Linked DNA regions of Mus musculus: region 1 is linked to region 2. A link is a contact called in public promoter capture Hi-C data. All regions are on one chromosome and are shown on one strand. Each heading gives the region's core, a stretch centred on a gene start, on an enhancer-like site or on the middle of the called end of the contact. The rest is flanking DNA. Distances are from core to core; before and after follow the strand shown.

Region 1 (6,346 bases), core at 2,864-5,363, 190 kb after region 2:
ACAGCCAAAGCTACACAGTGAGATCCTCTCAAAAACAGAGAGGAAAAGGGGGAAGGGTGGTAGAGGAAGACACTCCGCCTCATCTGGCTTCCATATCACTCACACTCATGGGTGTGCACACACTGCACACACTTCATGCACACAGCTACTACAGGTATAACCAGGTAAACTACAAGCAGCGATACAGTCACCGCCACAGGGAAGGAGAACTCGGTTTGATTTAAGAATTGAAGGGAGACAGGGAGACACACCTGCCTGTCACACCTGAGTGTGACACCTTAGAGACCTTAAGAAAGAACACCATCTGTCTACCCCGCTACTGATCATCCCGCTTCCTCCTCTTCCGCCATGGCTCTCGTCTTTCTTAAACACTTTTGCCATCAAACTCTCGTGAAGCCGTCTGTGGCAGGCACCACTCCATCTCACCAAGTTTCCTTTCTCTTCACCGGGCTCTCCAGAAGGCGCCCTGGCCAGCAAGCTGCTCCTCAGGGAACCCAATACAGGGTCCTTCCTACCACCTGGGGAGCGTGCCCTCTACAGCTGAACAAACAGGTCCGTGTGAGCACCACAAAATCCTCTCTAGCACTCTGGGAGGTCCCTCGGCAGGGACATCTCTATAGTTATTTTCTTTTCAGCTCCAGCACGGACCCCAGTCTGTATTTTTCATTTTGCTTTCTCTCCTGTATGGTAAGCACTTGAGGAAGAGAGACAAACATTCTACCTGCTCTCTTGGAAAGTCCAGTTTCAAGTCAGTTTCTGGAACTTCAGGCTTTAATCCTCTTTCCTTATTGGGTATGCTATCAGCGGTCCGTCTACAGATCAGGACACTGTAATTCCTAACACTGCTCAGCTATTTCATGGAGCTGGTAATAAACGTGGGGAATGTGTTACCTAAGAAGGAAAACACGCGTTATATTATAAGTCATTAGTGACAGCAGCTGTTCCCACTAAGACACTAGGTACTTCGATGTTCTTCGGGGCCTCTGCTAATAACAGAGTAATTGGCTGTACAAGGGTGGGTGTGGTAAATTTCACTTCGCCTGACAATTATGCTCAGTGGCTCTGCAAACTGTGTTGAGGCCTCAGACTGTCTGGTCACCATCTCGGCTAAGTAGTCCGTGGCAGTTGTGTGATGGCCTCTACCTTTTCTGAGGCTGCCACCCAACATGAGGCTGATCCTCTTGGTCAGTTCCGAATGGAAGCAGGGGTGGGGTTGCGAGGCATGTCTTGCTGAAGACCTCGGTACCCACCACCAGCATACACAGGAGGCAAGGTACGGCTTCCCTGCCCCTACTTATCTATTTTAGGTTAGAAATGGCCAGAGGACATCTGAAAGCCACGCTGAACGTTGTCAGAGGCCACAAGCAAAGGGCTTCTTGTTTCCTGATAATAGCACGTGACCTGTGAGAAGTCAGCCACAGCTGGACGCTCCCTGCCACTCAGCTGCTTGGCCAAGGGTCACCCTCACCCACTCACTGCCCCACCTGGCTATGGCAAATGGGTTCCTCCCACAAGTCTCTTCCCCTTCTGCTGGCCCCGCTCAGCACTTGCATAGGGGAGGGGTTGCAATTCTCTCTGGTCCTAACCCCAGAGTAACTGTTCTAGATATTCTTTTAAATTTATATATTTTTTAATTCTTTTAAATTTATATTTGTATGGGTGCGCATGGGCATATGTGCAGGTAAGTGTGGGTACACACGCCAGGGTGTTATGGGTAGAGGTCAAAGGATAACTGTGGGGAGTCTCTCCTTCCACCTTATGGGTCTCAGGGATCAAACTCAGGCGGTCATGAGCCATTTCACTGACCCTAAGTTTGCATGTTCTTTTTTTTTTTTCTTTTAAGTTTGCGTGTTCTTAGAAGGGTCCGAGACTTTTAGCACATCAGAACATGATACTGGTGTGGGAAACTGTTCCTTTTCTATTTCGCTCGAGGCCTGTCTGTTCTTCTCAGGCTGGATCTGTACCAGAGTCACCTAGAGGAGCTGGGGCTGCTGCTCAGTGGCAGAGCGCTTCGCCTGGGGTGCCTGAGTCCTACCCCCAACCCAGCACCGAGGGTCGAAGAGAAGCCTGGAGGGTCTGTCAGGGTGCCAACCCAGAGATCCTGACTCGGAAGGGAAGGTGGGCTGGGCTGGGGTCCAAGACTTTGCAGTCTTATTAGATTCTCAGCAGTTGGTGCTGCTGGTGCAAGCAGGCTTTCGGAGCCCTTCCCAGTGCCACAGAGGCGGATGGACTTTTCAGCCACCTCTCCTGTCTCTCTTCTTCTTCTTTTTTTTTTTTTTTCCGTTTTTCGAGACAGGGTTTCTCTGTATAGCCCTGGCTGTCCTGGAACTCACTTTGTAGACCAGGCTGGTCTCGAACTCAGAAATCCACCTGCCTCTGCCTCCCGAGTGCTGGGATTAAAGGCGTGCACCACCACACCCGGCTCCTGTCTCTCTTCTTGATGAGGCTTCCAAACAGATTAAGAATGCTTTGTTTGCCTGTTGGTTTGGTTGTTGGTTTTGGGGTTTGGGTTTTGAGGTAAAGGGGCATTCTATTTTTGTGTGGCCTGGGACTCAGGGTCAGGACCCCACCGTGACAAGGCCCCTGGGCGCACACCATCACACGGGCGTGTCTGCTTTATGACAGGGTCTCAGTGAAATGCTCACAGTGATGCTCAACTATTGGGGTGAAGTGACCTGAAGTGACCTTCCTCTCGGGCTCCAGAGTGGCTGAGACATCAGATGTATGCCACTGCCTGGCTATTAAAAAAAAAAGTATTTTTAAACAATCTAATTTAGTTAATAATAAAGCTGAGCGGGAGAGAGCCACCCTCGGGGAGAGCAGGTACCAACTGATCAAGGGCCCTGACAGAACAAACTGATGGGGAAGAAAGTTCTCTTCATCTTTCCTGGTCTCTGGATGTTTTAGCTGCCCTGTCTTTGGATTCTAGGACCCACATAAATAGCGACCAGTTTCTGAAGCTTTTGGGGGGCCTTTTCAACCTCTATAATCTAGTGGGCCAATACCCCTAGCAATCCATTATCCGTCTGCCCATCTATACAGCCATCAGATGTGCATAAAAACAACCTGATCTCTCCATAAAAACTTGAAACTCAACAAGAATTATCCATTCCGATTCTCCTTCATCCTCCCCCACCGCCCCACAAGAGTCTCCCACCACCTCCCATCCCAGGCTGGCCTCAAATTCACGATCCACCGCCTTAGGCTCCCAGTGCTTGAGAGGGCCAGGGCAAGCTGGCTTACCTTTTTAAAGATGATAACATTTCTTAGCACACAGTAAACGCGGTCTTGCCACTGACAGGAAATAGTTAAGACTGTAAGGAGAAGCAGGAGAAGAGCCAGGGTCTCTTGCTTAACCAGCTCAGTTCAATCTTCAAGACCAAGTAGTGTCTGGAACCCCAGGTATGCCGGTCCTGGCAGGGACACTGTGCCGCCGCCGCCACCGCTCCCTCTGGTATCACACTACTGAAACAATGGTCCCAAGGAGACTGGAATTTTCCCAAGAATCTCAAGCTGAGAGAATGAAAAGGCCGAGCCTAGTGTTAGTAACGTCCGGAAACTGTGTCTCAGGAAAAAAGGTTCAAAGTTCTGATAACACCAGATCACCTTGCAGGAGACACTCGGGCCCAGACTGTAATGGATGGAACCACGCCTTGACCGCTTCACAATGCGTTCCTCTTGTCCTCTGTTTGAACACTTAGCTCTCTTGTCAAGGCCCCAAAGATGGACTTGAGGGTCCCTGAACCCCTTTATTTGTTCTTCTCCCCAATGTGGCCACAGCGGATCAATCTCCTTTCTCTGCCTCTCGATGTTACTTGACCCCCTGATTGGCACACTGAGGGACAGCGGTGAGCCTAGCATGTTAGGGCTCCCAGGAGCAGAGTCTGACCCTAACAGCTCCGGATCTGTGTTTGCTGTCACGGAAGCCAGCACTTACTTGTTGGTGAATATCTATTGTAAGACAGAGGCAGGGCAAGGCCTCTGGAGAAGAGCCTGGCCCAGGGAGAAAAGTCTGATTATTAAAATGATAAGCAGCAAGGAATAAATTAAATGACTGTTCATAGAAGGGGGACAAGGCACAAAGGAAAGAGGGAGGAAGACCTGACACTCACTGAGTCATAGGCACAGAGAGAAGGCAGGGGAGGGAAAGACTGATTTCCTAGTGTGAGGTTCACGGCAGGACTATTTCTAAAACCCCAGCCCAGATGAGGGCTGTACTGCCTAGCGCAGGGCAGGGCAAGGCAGCCCTCTGTACCTCTTCTGCCAGCACAAGCTTCTTGCATGAGGACCGAGAGCAAACCCCAGCATCCCACTGCCTCCCTGCTACAAGAAATGACTCAAAGAGGGGCTTATCATGAAATTCCTCTTTCATCTGGGCCTCCCACCAACTTAAAACAATGCCTTGAAAACTCACTCAAGACCCCTACGGTAAATCCACATCCCTATTATTCAGAAACCTCTTTCTAGAAAGCTGTTTATCCTGAACTCTATGTGGTCAGCTTCAGAAAAAAAAAAAAAAAAGCCTTCATTTAAGCAGCCTTTTCTAAAATAAATAAATAAAAGCCTCCACAAATACCAGGACATTATCAATTTGGACTAAATTCACAGATTCCGACACAGGCAGCCAAGATCTTCGGCCTCAAGCACAAACATGCTTTGCCTTTTATTAATCGCAAAATAAACAGATGGAGGAGATGGGGAGGGGGGTCTGCGAGCATGCCTCACTATGCACGTTAACAAATGACGTGGTGTTCGCAAGCTTCAATTAATTTTTAAGTAGGTATTTCATTTTGAACTTTATGATGATAAAAGTCATAAATGCAGGCTCCGGGAAATGTAGGAAGTGCAGTAAGAAGAAAACCAGGGGTCAGGGCTGCAAAAGCCTTTGAATTAGCAACTTATGATCAATAAAATCCCACAGCTGGCCAACTTCCAGTCCAAGTCAGAAGAGTCTTCTAGCCCAGCTCCAGAGTTGGACAGCATCGCTGCTGGCTGTCACTCATCATTACGTCGTTTCTTGCTGTGTTTTTTAAAACCACCACAGGACTCCACACCAATTCCCAAGCTTCTGCGGATCTCTTGTAAAAGTTACCACCTCGTCTGTACTGTGCGGTCTGTGGAGAAACCAGAATCCTCTGAGCTTAAAAATCCTGAAACGTGGGGCTTGGGGGTACCACGAGATCATGACAGCACCAACCAAAGGCTACTTATGGTCAGACAACTGGGGTGTGGAGGTACCACTGGATTATGACAGTGCCAAGCCAGGGCCACTTGTGGTGGGACAACCAGCAAAGAAGTCCATGAAAGGGCTACTCTGGGGAATAGGAAGCCATGAAGTCAGGTCAGGGTATAAGATATGGATGGGCCCAGGAAGCTTGGAAAGACGCAGAAGCAGGATTTGAGGTCATGGGAATTACAGGGAAACGGCAGCTCCAGGTTTGCTGCAGGGATTAAGCCCCTCCACAGGAGAGCTACCCTAAAGTTCATTTGCTGGGTTTATTGAGCAGCTACAAAAAGAGCTCTGTCTAAAGGAGCTGAGGGACAGAGACCCAGCTGGGTACCGACTGTGGTAATCTGTCTAAACAAAGCCACTCTCTACTCCACGCCAGCTACAGCCTTCGAACCCACACAGATAAAACCAGGCCACCATGTGTCTCTCTAGCTTACATCTGTTGCTCTCCAATGGATGACTAGAGTCTGCCACCACCATCACCCCCCCACCCCCGCATCATCAGCATGTCACTCAAATTCAGCTAATGACAGAAGTCACACATTTGAGTGTCAACACTGTATGAACATTTGTCATTGGGGGGATTAGCTAAAGCAATCTTATTTACACAAAATAAATGTCAAGGACTGGGGAGGTAGGGTAAAGTATTTGCCTTGGACCGGATTTCCTCAGAACCCACAAAGAAGCAGGGCACATCTGCAATCCCAGGACTCCTATCATGAAATGGGGCAGAGACAGTAGAATGCTCAAAAAGGTCCTGCTGGCCTGACACATAAAGTAGTGAGCAACAAAAAGAGTGACCATGTCTCAAACAAGATGGAAGGAGGTGGCAGATACCTGAGTTTGTCCTCCAACCTTCACACGCAGGCAGAGGCTCACACACATACACACACACACACACACACACACAGACATGCGTACGCACTTGCACACAATTCACAAGAGACAAAGCCTTTTGTCTTTTTGTTTCTCATCTTTTTTTCTCCACCTCCTTTGGAAAGGCCACATTCTGCCTGAGGCTCTGTAACTGGCCATGACCTGCTGAGTGACTGCAAGGGCAGCCCTTCTGTGCTTCTGCGCACAGCGTACCACCAGGTCCAGCACTGGCTCCAGAAA
Region 2 (6,825 bases), core at 3,243-5,742:
ATAAAATAAAGACAAATACAAATAAACACAAATAAATAAAAAGCAAGAACAGTAAATATAAAACTGAAAAACTTAACGTAAGAGTCGAGACATCTTTGAGCCATTAGCAGCAAAACAGGGGTGCTGCAGATGAGGAGACCTCTACCTAGGATGAGAGCCTTTTTTACACTCTAAAGCTAAGCAGCATTGAGTGTTTTCTGAAGCTAGAGAGAACTGGCCACAGTGGGTTGCATGTGTAATCCCAGCAACTGGCAGGCTGAAGTGGGAGGACTGGGCTATACAGTCAACACTGTCTCAAAACCACCTAGTGCTCGGTGGAACACTTGTCTGGTGTGCACAAGGCCCTGGAACTGATCCCCAGCACTGCAGAAAAGCCAAACAGAACAAGGGAGGAGGGGGCATCCCAGTAGAGCATGGCTGGCCGAGGATTACTAACTGAAAGGGAGGGCTAGACGGTGCGGAGAGGAAAGAGAAAAAGGCACACTCAGCACCTGTTATCGCAGCTATCTCAGAACAGAATCCAAATACACGAGAAACGAGTTACCTAACAGACACCATTCGCCCTTCAGTTACCGAAGAGACCTCCTCTCCATAGGCTTCTTTCCCCTTCTCCCCCCACCACAGCCCTCCAAAGTGAGACTGGCACACTAGAACGAGCCCAGTCCTGCTGGCTGGCAGAGCAGGTGAGGAACCATGGCTGCCTCACCTCAGCATCTCCCACAGCAATCTAACTGTGCCCGGCAACCAGGCTGCAGACCAAAGCCGGCACAGGACATAGAAGGATGAATACCAGGACCCTTCAGTTCATCCAGCAGAGCCTGCAGGTTGCTGGCCCTGGGTGAGCTGTGCATTAATACGTGAGTGATGCGGATCTGGAGGGCACTGAGTGAGAGTCCGTGGCTGGTCTTTAGCCCCTGACATGGTGGGGCAGGTCAACCATGCTTCCTGCTGTATAGGAACAGACTAATAAACTGCAAACAAACTGCTCAACTTTTGGTCACTTGGTTTTTTGGTCTTTATAAAATTAGGGGACTGAAACCAACGCAGAGGGATGTGTCACTTACTTGCCTTCCATCCTGCCCCACATTTGTCTGACCTCTTACGACAGTCCGGATATTGTCATCCAGTCTCCTGGCCAAAAGAATAAAAATCAGAGGTAAGATACAAGTCATTCAAGTAAACACTATTCTGGGGAGAAAATCAGCATTCACTCACCGACCTTTCCAGGCTGCGTCTATTTAGTGCAGAGTCCCAAACAAGTACAAGCAGCAATACAAACACAAGAAGCTGCCATTAATGCAGGCATAGGCATTATCTTGTTTAAAAAGGGGCAAGAGCTAATATTCAGAAGTGGCTGAAAGAACCAATATGACTGTAAATGTTTCCAGAGTAAACCAGCAGTGACAAAATTAAAGGTGTTTTACAGAAAGAAGCTAGCAGATTCAAATTAGCAACTGCAAAATCTCTACTTTGGAGACATTAAAAGGGTCAAGGAGTAGTGTGATTTGTGAAATCAGAGCTTACTCTTTGTGCCCTGATGTTGTCAGAGGCAGGTCTATGGCTTCCAGGATCTCTTTTCCCTTGGGCTCAGCAAGGGCCATTGTACAGGGCATCTGCCAGAGGTATTTCTGTCAGTCAGCTTCATCTTGTACCTGAAGAATCTGTTTAAGGTATGGTAGCAAGAATGCAGGAAATACCTTGCTGCCAGGGCTCCCTGGGTTACCAGGATGTTCTACTTTCTATATATAAACTCTGGCCATGCTCAGGTCTCCTCTAGAGCCACTATGGCTGGAGCTAACAAAACAACAAGGAGGCTCTTTTAAAAAAGATGTACTTATTTTATTATTTTATGTGTATGAATGCTTTGCCTGTATGTATGCATGTGTACCATATGTATGCCTAGTGCCTGCAGAGGTCAGCAGAGAGTGTCAAATCACCCAGGAGTAGTTATAGATGGTTGTGAGCCACTGTGTGGGAGCTGGTAGCCAAGCCCAGGTCTTCGTGTTAAGAGCGACAAGTGCTTTAATAAACAAGCCTCCTCTCTAGCTCCTCTTTGTGCTTCCTAAGGCAACAGTGGACGACACATTTATGGCAGTGCCCTTTACCAAAAGATCTAAAGAACTTGGTGGGGGAGGGGAACAACTCATCTTCTAGACTCAAAATGAACATTTTCAATTTTTAAAATGTCTTCTCATCAAAAAAAAGTCAAATAAAACCAAGCTGGATATGGTGGTACACACATTCAAATACTATCACTTTGAAGGCAGAGGCAAGTGGATCTCTGAGTTTGAAGTCAGCCTGGTCTACATAGTGAGTTCCAAGACAGCCAGGGACTATAGAGAGAGAGAGAGAGAAAGAGAGGGAGAGAGAGAGAGAGAGAGAGAGAGAGAGAGAGACCCCATCTATAAAATAAATATTTTTAAAAGGAAACAAATGAGTACATACAAACTCCCCAAATTAATTTGGAGCAACGTAGTCAAGCTACTTATATAATGAAAAGACGTTTGTTTAGTACCTCTCAGGTACCAAATGTATAAATGCAGACGTGGATAAGGCAGAAGAAGACCACTGGGCAGGAAGCACCTAATGATGACATGGACAGTGAGGCTCTGGGTTAACCATAAAGTTTAATTCTGGGCCACACCTAAGTCAACCTGCAGATTCAATATTATAGTTACAGGTGACCAAAAGATATAACCTCATCTCCATAGCTGGTCTTAGTACTACAAAATAGGCAAACCTATTAAAGAATAAAAGCATTAAACGTTATAGAAAAGTTATTCCTTCTTTGAAAGTTAACTTTTCTTCTTTCTCCTTTTTTCCTTTTTTTTTTTTTTTTTTTTTTTTTGATAAGGTCTCATAAATCCCAGACAGGTCTCAAGCTTACCACGTAGCCAAAGATGACCTTGAACTTCTGATTCTCCTGCCTCTCCTGCCTCTCCTGCCTCTCCCTCCCACGTGCTAAGACTATAAGTGTTTGCACCCATACGTGGTTTATGGGTTTATGCCATGCTTTTAGGACTGAATCTGGGGCTTCATGTTATTATGCTGGGTTAGCACTCTTCTAAGTTACATTCCCAGCCCTGATGATTTTTTTTTTTTTGGTCTTGTTTTGTTTTAAGACAGGGTCTCACTGTACAGCCCTGGCTATATAAAATAGGCTGGTTCTGAACTCAGAGATCCACTTGTGTCTACCCCTGAGTGCTGGGATTAACGGTGTGCACCACGACAGCCCGCCTGATGGTAACTGCTTTTGAACAGTCTGTTCCAGCTCCCTTCGTTTTGTATGGGCAGTAAAACACTGGCCAAAGAATCAAGCTCTTTGCCATAGAGTTTACATGAAAAGCCACAAGAGAAGAATTACTTTTAAATTTGAGATTTCAGTGCTTTCATCAAAAAATGTGATTCAGATATGACTAGATTAACAATATGCCTTTCATTAAAAAAGCATATGGCATTACTTACCTTATTTTCAGTCTAATTTTGTTCACAACATCGTCAATGTTTGCCAGAGACTACAATAAAGAAAAGAAGATTGCTGGCTGTTAATGTCCTTGTTGGAATTTTCTTTCACAGAGAAATAATGCACTCAAGGGATGTTTGTGACACCTCAAGAAGTTTGATCTTGATAGCACATTTAATTCTTTTAAAAATCATCTTATTTTTTTAAAATGTTTTGGTTTGTGTACATGTGCACATGGTGTACATGTGTGTAGGCATGTATGTCCATTCTTTGAACACACAGATGCACAGGCCAGAGGGTGACATCAGGAGTCTTCCTCACTGCCCACCTTATGTACTGAGGTAGTGTCTCTCACACCCAAGGCTCACCGATCCACCTAGTCTTCCCTGCCAGCTTGCTCTGGAAACCCCTTGTCTTCACCTTCTGAGTGCTGAGAGTATAGGCAAGCCACCATGCCCAGCATCTACATGTGTGCTCAGGAACCAGACTCAGTCGCCACACTTTTTCACCCTCAGCAGTGCGTACTGAGCCATCTTCCCAGCCCCTAAGCATAGCTGACAAATACTATCTGTTCTCTTTTTGAAGCTTTATTGGAAGGCAGCCACATTAGTCAACTCCCATGTGGCTGTGGCTGCTCATGTACTGTGGTGGCAGAGCTGGGAAGCTGTACCGGGCACTGCGGGACCTATAAAGCTTAGAAGACTGTCTTGACCTTTATGGGAAGTTTGCTAACACAGGACATACAAGGTTGTGGCCTGGATGAGATGGTGCAAGCTTGTATTTCCAGCACTCAGGAGACAGAGCCAGGGGAGTCTCTTGAGTTCTAGGCTGGCCAGCACTACAAAGTGAGACCCTGCCTCGAAAGAAAAAAAAATATGACTATAAAACAAACTATAGAAAGACATGGGATGAATGGATACAGCCATACCAAGATGCCTAATTCTTACACACCACTGCTGGGGAAAGTCAGGAGCAAGGCTGCAGATGACACAACCCCACTGATGCAATCCCAAAGCAGGGGGGGGGCTACTTCTCACCCGAGTCCAACAGCAGCTCTCTGAGGAAGCAGTGGCTGACACAGCCAGAGAGGCTCACCGAGGACACTGTGTTAGTCCTCAGGGTCCTCCTTGAGTGATGGTGCCCTTCACCTGGGAAAGTTCATGAGTCTGCTCAAGCAAGCACAATGGTACACACCTGTAATGCCAGCACTCAGGAGTCTGAGGCAGGAGGATCACAAGTTTGAGTAGCAGTCTACTTAGTGAGTCTCTTTAAAAAAAAAAAAATCAGGCAGTGGTGGCTGAGTATTTGTCTATATTTTAATTCATCTCTACTGACTGCTATGGAATAGTGAAAACAAGCAAACCTCGAAAGAAAATACGGTGAAATGGTGCCCCCTGGTGGAAGATGGGAGGATGGTAATTTTCTAATTCCCTTGGCCTTTTCCCCAACAGATACTTTTTCTCAGGAGGAACTACGCTTAAAAATTAAAAATTGCTTCTGGCTCTCTGCTACAGGAGGAAGCCAGAAACCTTCCAGGAACAGACCTGAGATGCCACATTACCCTGTTCACACAACTTCCGCTAAGCCAAGGCTTACTCGGAATTTTCAGAAATCCAAGAATAGTCAGCCAGCGGTGAAAGTGAAATTCAGAAAAGAGAAGCTATTTTAATGAGGAAAACAACTCAGGTGGGGTGAACTTGTTCCTACTCTGTTATGTTAGTCCCTTCACAACTGGACTGTGTATGATTTAAATCACTGCCCATGTCAGAACAGCCAGTGAGTTATCCAGGACCACACACTCGTCCACTCTGCCACTGCCAACTCGCTGGAGGGCAGTTGTTCAACATCCCTGAGTTTCTAAGGAAAATGAGCATAACAGCTCCTGGCCTACTAACTCTGCTGGAGCCCTCTTTTTTTGTTTTGTTTTGTTTTGTTTTGCTTTTTTCGAGACAGGGTTTCTCTGTGTAGCCCTGGCTGTCCTGTCCTGACTCACTTTGTAGACCAGGCTGGCCTCGAACTCAGAAATCCGCCTGCCTCTGCCTCCTGAGTGCCGGGATTAAAGGCGTGCACCACCACGCCCGGCTTGGAGCCCTCTTAAAGCAACAGTAGTGAGAGTGTGTGTGTGTGTGTGTGTGTGTGTGTGTGTGTGTGTGTGTGCGCGCGCGCGCGCGCACGTGTGCACTTAAGTGCAGGTATGTGCACACAAGTACCACGGCTTGAGCACAAATCTCAAAGGACAGCTTGTGAGGGTCGGGTCTCTTCTGTTGTGTGAGTCCTGGGACTGAACATAAGTCCTCACATAGGTCCTCAGGCTTAGGGGCACGTGCCTTACCTGTTGAGCCTTCTACCAGTCTGTGTATATAGTCATTGTCTGTCTGTCTGTCTGTCTCTCTCTGTCCCCCTCCCTCTCTCTCCTCCCCTTTGTCTTTCTCTCTGTCTGTGTCTCTGTCTGTTTCTCTCTCTCTCTCTCTCTCTCTCTCTCTCACACACACACACACACACACACACACACGTTGACTTAAAAAATGTTTTAAGACCAGATGGTAGTGGCACACATCATTATCCCAGCACTCCTCAGAAAGCAGAGCCAAGCAGATCTCTAAATTCGAGGCCAGCCTGGTCTACAGAGCGAGTTCCAGGACAGCCAGGGCTACACAGAGACACCCTGTCTCAAAAGAAAAACAAAGTATTTGAGAAATCTGGATGAAGGCAGCCAGGAATTCTGCTTTGTTACCACACCTCTAAATGAGGGACATACAAGATAATATGTCTTACATACTCATGGATAACTATGTATATATCATATATAATTACACACTATAAGACTGTTTTAATTACAAGTATAAAATATTTATAAGGTATTTAAAATTGTCAAAACATATTCACAAGCAAAAATCTAGACAGTAAGAGCACGTAGTGAAATGCAGGCTTCCGCTTGCCCAGTTCCACCTGACTGCAGCTTCTCTTGAGCAGAAGCCATGGCTCCGAGCCAGCTTCTGGCTTACTTTCTCAGACAGTCTGAGTTAAAAGCACATCCAAGGATCAGCTGCACCAGGCCATTTCACTTAGCCATATGCCTGGGAGGCCATTCCACACCAATCAATCAATACTGATCAATACTGACTGCACTACAGTAGACATTTGATAATTTGCTAATTCAAGAAATGAATTACCTTTAGACAGGAAGGTCTTGGTTAAACTACATTATTCTCTCTCTCTCTCTCTCTCTCTCTCTCTCTCTCTCTCATTCTCCTCCTCCTCTTCTTCTTCATACAACATTGCTTTCTAAGAATCCCGAAAAATAATTATGCAGATGTGGAACTGCATTTTAAAAATCAAAGAGGGCTAGTGAAATGGCTCTG

What was found. Capture Hi-C pulls out chosen DNA fragments and counts their contacts.
Region 1: a promoter capture Hi-C map of adipose tissue shows a contact between it and region 2. The contact joins two enhancer-like sites. A contact is called at or near these places in 1 of 39 promoter capture datasets (macrophages) and 1 of 9 other capture datasets (adipose tissue).

Annotation. Positions count from the first base shown.
Region 1 is chr11:76,354,173-76,360,518 of GRCm38.p6, forward strand. The region is part of intron 1 of Nxn (nucleoredoxin); the gene reads right to left. Among named protein-coding and RNA genes, the nearest start is that of Nxn, 42 kb to the right of the region's middle. Within about 2 kb of position 4,114, at least 24 of the 459 cell types and tissues checked have an H3K27ac peak or open chromatin away from gene starts, as enhancers often do. A contact at or near this core is called in adipose tissue, where this site is marked.
Region 2 is chr11:76,162,734-76,169,558 of GRCm38.p6, forward strand. Vps53 (VPS53 GARP complex subunit) reads right to left here. Exons shown (of 22, transcript NM_026664.4): 3 at 3,466-3,515; 4 at 1,065-1,131. It overlaps Gm46252 (a long non-coding RNA gene), which reads left to right. Exons shown (of 3, transcript XR_001780093.2): 2 at 1,029-1,156. Among named protein-coding and RNA genes, the nearest start is that of Vps53, 13 kb to the right of the region's middle. Within about 2 kb of position 4,493, at least 41 of the 459 cell types and tissues checked have an H3K27ac peak or open chromatin away from gene starts, as enhancers often do. A contact at or near this core is called in adipose tissue, where this site is marked.